Linked DNA regions of Mus musculus: region 1 is linked to region 2. The links are chromatin contacts, called in public HiCAR-type maps. All regions are on one chromosome and are shown on one strand. Each heading gives the region's core, a stretch centred on a gene start, on an enhancer-like site or on the middle of the called end of the contact. The rest is flanking DNA. Distances are from core to core; before and after follow the strand shown. Region 1 has its middle 29 kb from the start of n-TLtaa3. Region 2 overlaps Utrn (utrophin).

Region 1 (2,700 bases), core at 37-2,536, 140 kb before region 2:
ACAGCTTGTATCCTCATATAGCTAAAAGTAATTGAAGATTACATTTGAATACCTGCATGAATCACTGTGGATGTGCTTCATGCAGTTAAACTCTTCCCTAGCACATATGAAGTCATGCCTTTGTTCTCCATTACTGACAAGAAAAAGAAAAGCAGAAGAAACTAGTTGGAGTATATGAGCTGACTCAGTCGTGGAAGGTTTGTGTGCACATCTAAGGACCTGTGTGCTAGCAGGGCAAAGGGAGAATACACACACATGCACATGAACACACACTGCACATGCTCACACACACACCCACCACACACACATGCATGCACTTGTACACTCAAGCACACCTCACTTAAGCACTTTAGCCTCCCTTTTAGCCCACCACCCAGCAGAGGTAGTAGGAAAGAAAAAAATATGGGGAAAGGGGACCTGTTTAGAAAGGTTCTTTGGAGCAACTCCCATCTGTGTTGTCTGGAAATCGGTAGTTCAGTTCACAGGTCAGCAGGCAGCGGCAACTCAATCCACTCACAGTGACATCACAGATACACCAGCAGTCCAGTTTCACAACCGAGCAGAGACAGCCAGGCCTCAGCCTCTGGGCAAGTCAGCAGGAGGGACCAGGAAGAACACCAGGAGAAGTTCTCCGTTGTGCCTCTCAGGGAAGTGAAGATGTGAGATCCACCAGCATTGCACAGCTAGCTCTGTGAGCAAGCCAAGCTCGGCCTCTATCACGGGCAGTCTGGTCCTATTTATACATCACAAGTCCTCCGTGGGTCTTGCCTCAGAACATAAGTTGGTCTCAGTTGACATCACTCTGCCAATCAGCCTGAGTCTGAGGAAGTGGCAAGAAACTGCAGCACACCACCAAAAGTTCTTTTGGTGTGTTTCTCTCTATGGAGTCCCGACATATGCAGCTCAACTATGCCATGTAAGGTGGATGTTGTTAGCAAAGAATCCTTCATCACGTGTCCTTTCATGTGCTTGCTTTAGCAGAACATTTTTTCTTCAGCCAAACATTTCTTCACGAGCCTGCCTTAGTCTTTCACCTGTGTGTGCTTCAGCTAAATGTTCCTTCATGTGTTTGCCCCAGCAAAATACCATCCAACCAACTTTCCAAAATACCCTTAAGTTTCCACTTCACACACACACTTCATTCATGTATACACATAGACACACTAACACACACTTACCACATGTACAGGCATGCGCAAGCGCACGCACACATACACAAAACCTCACTGTTCAGTGAGTCATTTGGACCCATTCTAGCTCTGGTGAGTCACCAAAATCCCTTCTGAGAGACAGAAAACAGAGTATCAGTGCAGGTCATCACATTTCCAGACAGACTGGACTGTTAAGAATGTCAACATCTTGACTTAAAACCTGTTTCCAGGACTTTCCTATCACAGATTCCAGTTCATCTCCATGGAGCCCAACACAACACACATAATCACTCTCACAACATGAAGTTTCTTTGCTATTTGAAGAGATATCTCTTTAGGACCCACCCTGCCCCTTTAACTTCCCACCCTTCCAGGGACAAGTGCCCCCAGTACTGTTCCTTCAGCTATATCTCTTTAAGGCTTGTCTTTAGCACAGCCCTGCACACACTCACTACTCCAGACTTTTCTGTGTTGTTAGAACCCCTCATAAACCATATGAATGTGTTGAAGTCCAGGCTAAGCTGAGGCTGCCCAGTTACAAACGTCGGCAGGAGATCCAGGAAAGACTGGGAGACACTGGGGATCACAGAGATCCCAGGCTTCAGGATTCACTGTCTCCCTTGTTCCTCAGCTTCATACTCATTGAAGGATCTATATCCCAGGCAGGCTTCTCCCTCAGGATAGCAAGCTAATGAGAAAACTTTAGCCTTATACCACATACTTCAGCCTATCAGAAAACAGAGGGAATCCTCCAAAAATCCTAAAAATCCTGAAAAAAAAAAATACCCAAAGGAGGGTGTGGTGTTTTGAATAGTTATGACCCACCCCTTAAACTCATTTGAATGCTTGGCCCATAGGGAGTGGTACTATTAGTAGGTATTGCTGGAGTAGGTGTGGCTTTGTTGGAGGAAGTGTTTCACTGTGGAGGTGGGCTTTGAGGTCTCTTATGCTCAAGCTACACCCAGTGTGGAACAGAGTCCCCTTCTGCCCCTTGTGAATCAAGATGTTGAACTCTTAGCTCCTTCTCTAGCACCATATCTACCTGCATGCTGCCATGCTTCCCACCATGATGATAATGGACTGAACCTCTGAAACTGTAAGCCAGCCCCTATGAAGTGGTTTCCTTTATAAGAGTTGCCTTGGTTATGGTGTCTCTTCACACCAATAGAAACCCAGAGTAAGACAGAGGGCGACACACTCCCTGGCCAGGAGTAGAGAATAAACTCTCAGAAATACACAGGCTTGGGTGGGAAGAGCTGGTGTCCAGGAGGAAGGTAGGTTGAAAAATGTCACAGGGTGATATCCAGACATGATCTTAGTACCCTAGGTGAGTTGTGACCGGGGACATACAGCTGTTTCCATCTTTGGTATGAGCTTCATAGGCAAACATGGAACCGGGGGTGTGGGGTGGGGTGGGGGACAGGGGAGGGAAGAAAGAGAGGGAGGGAAAAAGAGAAGGAGGGAGGGAGTATTCTCCATTCTTAAAAGTAAGGGCTCCAGGGGCTGTTACAACGTAGATCTTCCTCTGCTAGCAGCTGCTGCTTGGTAG
Region 2 (2,700 bases), core at 200-2,699:
AGTCCTGTGTTCTATAAGAAAGCAAGCTGAGCAAGCCAGGGGAAGCAAGCCAGTAAGGAACATCCCTCCAATGGCCTCTGCATCAGCTCCTGCCTCCAAGTTCCTCTCCTGTGTGAGTTCCAGTCCTGACTTCCTTTGGTGATGAACAGCAGTGTGGAAGTGTAAACTGAATAAATCCTTTCCTTTCCAACTTGCTTCTTGGTCATGATTTTTGTGCAGGAATAGAAACCCTGACTAAGACAGTTTACTAAAGAAATGAGTGACAGTAACACAGACATTTTTTTAAATATGTCTAAAACTATATGTTCAGAAAACAGCTAGAGACAGTTTTATTGGAAAGAGATATATAATAATATATTAATTTTATAATATATAAAATAATAAAGATATATAAATAAAAATATAATAATGTTTTGAGTACAAAATACCTAGTGTTATTTCATGAAAATAGATACAATAGGTTGAGATTCTTACTGTTTTTACTAAAAATGAAAAGAGTAGGCTGGAGACATGACTTAGCACTTAAGAGCCCTTGCTGCTCTTTCAGGGGCCTTAGGCACAATGTGGGTACTGGGAATTGAACTCAAGACCTCTGGAAGAGCAGCCAGTGCTAAGCTATCTCTCCATCTTTCAGTAGAATTCTTCATCCTGACCCTCAACTACTTAATTCACAGGGAATGAAAAAACTTAAACTTGACTTAAAGCTCCATGATTTTTTAGTTGTCTCCTTAATTAAGGATGAAGGGCTTGATCATATTGAATGATATGGATCTAAAACTATCTTTTCCTAGGAAGTATATGTGGCTATACAGAAGCTAAAAACAATTCCCTCACCGGAGGACACTTACGTGTATGTTTCATGTTGGTGTATCTTCCCAAGCAGATGTCTGCCTATTATCGATGTATATAGCTGGAAGTGCTTGTTAATTTGCCCGAGTCCACAATGCTTCAGAGCCCTGGGGTCCTGAAAGGCAGTTCACACTGCAGCCAGTCATGGTCTGATGTTTTATAGAGGTGAAGAGCAAAGGAGAAACTGGCTGCATAAAGGGTTAAGAAACGCTCGCTCCTGGGTGTGCTGCTCATTTATTTACGGCCTCAGGCAAACCTGGGGGCAGTTTTAAGAGGAACTGTGTTTTATGTTTTTATCCATTAAACACCCCTGGTCATCATTGCCTTGTAGTGTCCGGGAGTATAGCTGTGCAGGAATGTTAACAAAAACCCATGAGGCACCACTAATTTGTGAATTCCCTGCTCTCTGCTACACATTTCCAAATAGAAATAAGCCCTCTTGAGACTGTTGCATGGTGTGTAAAACCATGCAACAAAGTTTTGGACTTTCTAGTTGTTGGAGTCTGATTTGCATGTGGCTCTCCCAGGGGAGACAGGGAAGCTGTTGGGCAATGTGTCCTGACTTGGAGCCTGCGCTTTCTTTGGCTCACTTTCAGAGCTGCTCATCTGGCAGAGCCGAGAGACTACAAATTACAGAAGCTCTTTCATCAGTGCAGTTAGGGGAAGAATATGCAAACTTGAAAATGCAGAAAATGCATGTTTCTGCTTTCCTCCTTTTGAAAAGACAAATTCCCATGGGTAACAATTGCAGACTCGAAATCTATATCCACTGAACAGGAGGCAGGGCTGTGAAGCATGGAGCCTGGATTCTGGTGTGAGTTGCTGCTCACATGCAGTTGCCCTTTAAACAGTCTGGGACACGGATGTGTGTGCTCTGCTGTTTTCTGCTCCTTGAATCTTGGGAGTTAATAGTCATAAAAATGGGATCTGGAAAAGAAGATGCTACAGAATGTGTGGTCAGAGCAGCTGGGAGCACCATCCCCCTGGAGATGGTTCATCTCCTTGTGAGTACTACCAGAGGCACTGCAGGCTTCCTTGAGCTGAACCATGTGCTACCCATTGGTTTTGATACTCATTTCATGTCAACAGAGCTAATTATTTTAAGAGCTGTATGTACTTCCTCCTCCTCCTCCTCCTCCTCCACCACCTCCTCCTCCTCCTCCTCCTCCATTTATGAGTACACTGTAGCTGTCTTCAGAAACACCAGAAGAGGTCATCAGATCCCATTACAGATGGTTGTGAGCCACCATGTGGGTGCTGGGAATTGAACTTGGGACCTTTGGAAGTGCAATAGGTGTTCTTAACTGCTGAGCCATCTCTTCAGCCTCATATGTCCTCTTCTTAAAAAGACATTTCAATTTTTATTAATTCCCAAATACCAATGAGAAAAAATAAACAATAAAATATTCTCTATATTCTTGACCACCATCTTTAGGATACTCTGGTGGTACTTTTGTAAGCTAGCTAGCTTTCTTTCTTGCTTGCCTCCTTTTGCCTAAATTCTAATTGATTTATTTTTAATTAAAAAATTAGGTTTTGTTTTATTTCGTGTGTGTGTGTGTGTGTGTGCTCACATGACATGGAGATCAGAAGACAATGTGTTGTATCACTTCTTCCCTTTGACCATATGGGTCCTGAGGACAGAATTCAGGTTTTCAGTCTTGGCTGAACATGATTTTGGATAAAAGCATTTGAGCTATTAGCTGACCCCATGTGACATTTTTTAAGAATTACATTTTCATTTAAGTGTGTGTGTATGTGTGTGTGTGTGTGTGCGTGACAGAGCACACACATGTTGTCATGAAGGCGTCCATGTGTGTGTATACTTGTGTACTGGTCACAGAGTTTACA

Evidence for each region. HiCAR-type assays count read pairs that join an accessible place to other places.
Region 1: a contact with region 2 is called in a HiCAR-type map of fibro-adipogenic progenitors, with 4 times the contacts expected there. The contact joins two enhancer-like sites. A contact is called at or near these places in 2 of 115 datasets of contacts at active chromatin or transcription factors (embryonic stem cells and fibro-adipogenic progenitors).

Annotation. Positions count from the first base shown.
Region 1 is chr10:12,892,142-12,894,841 of GRCm38.p6, reverse strand. No RefSeq gene overlaps it. Among named protein-coding and RNA genes, the nearest start is that of n-TLtaa3, 29 kb to the left of the region's middle. Within about 2 kb of position 1,286, at least 41 of the 459 cell types and tissues checked have an H3K27ac peak or open chromatin away from gene starts, as enhancers often do. A contact at or near this core is called in fibro-adipogenic progenitors, where this site is marked.
Region 2 is chr10:12,757,125-12,759,824 of GRCm38.p6, reverse strand. The region is part of intron 2 of Utrn (utrophin); the gene reads left to right. Among named protein-coding and RNA genes, the nearest start is that of Utrn, 100 kb to the left of the region's middle. Within about 2 kb of position 1,449, at least 43 of the 459 cell types and tissues checked have an H3K27ac peak or open chromatin away from gene starts, as enhancers often do. A contact at or near this core is called in fibro-adipogenic progenitors, where this site is marked.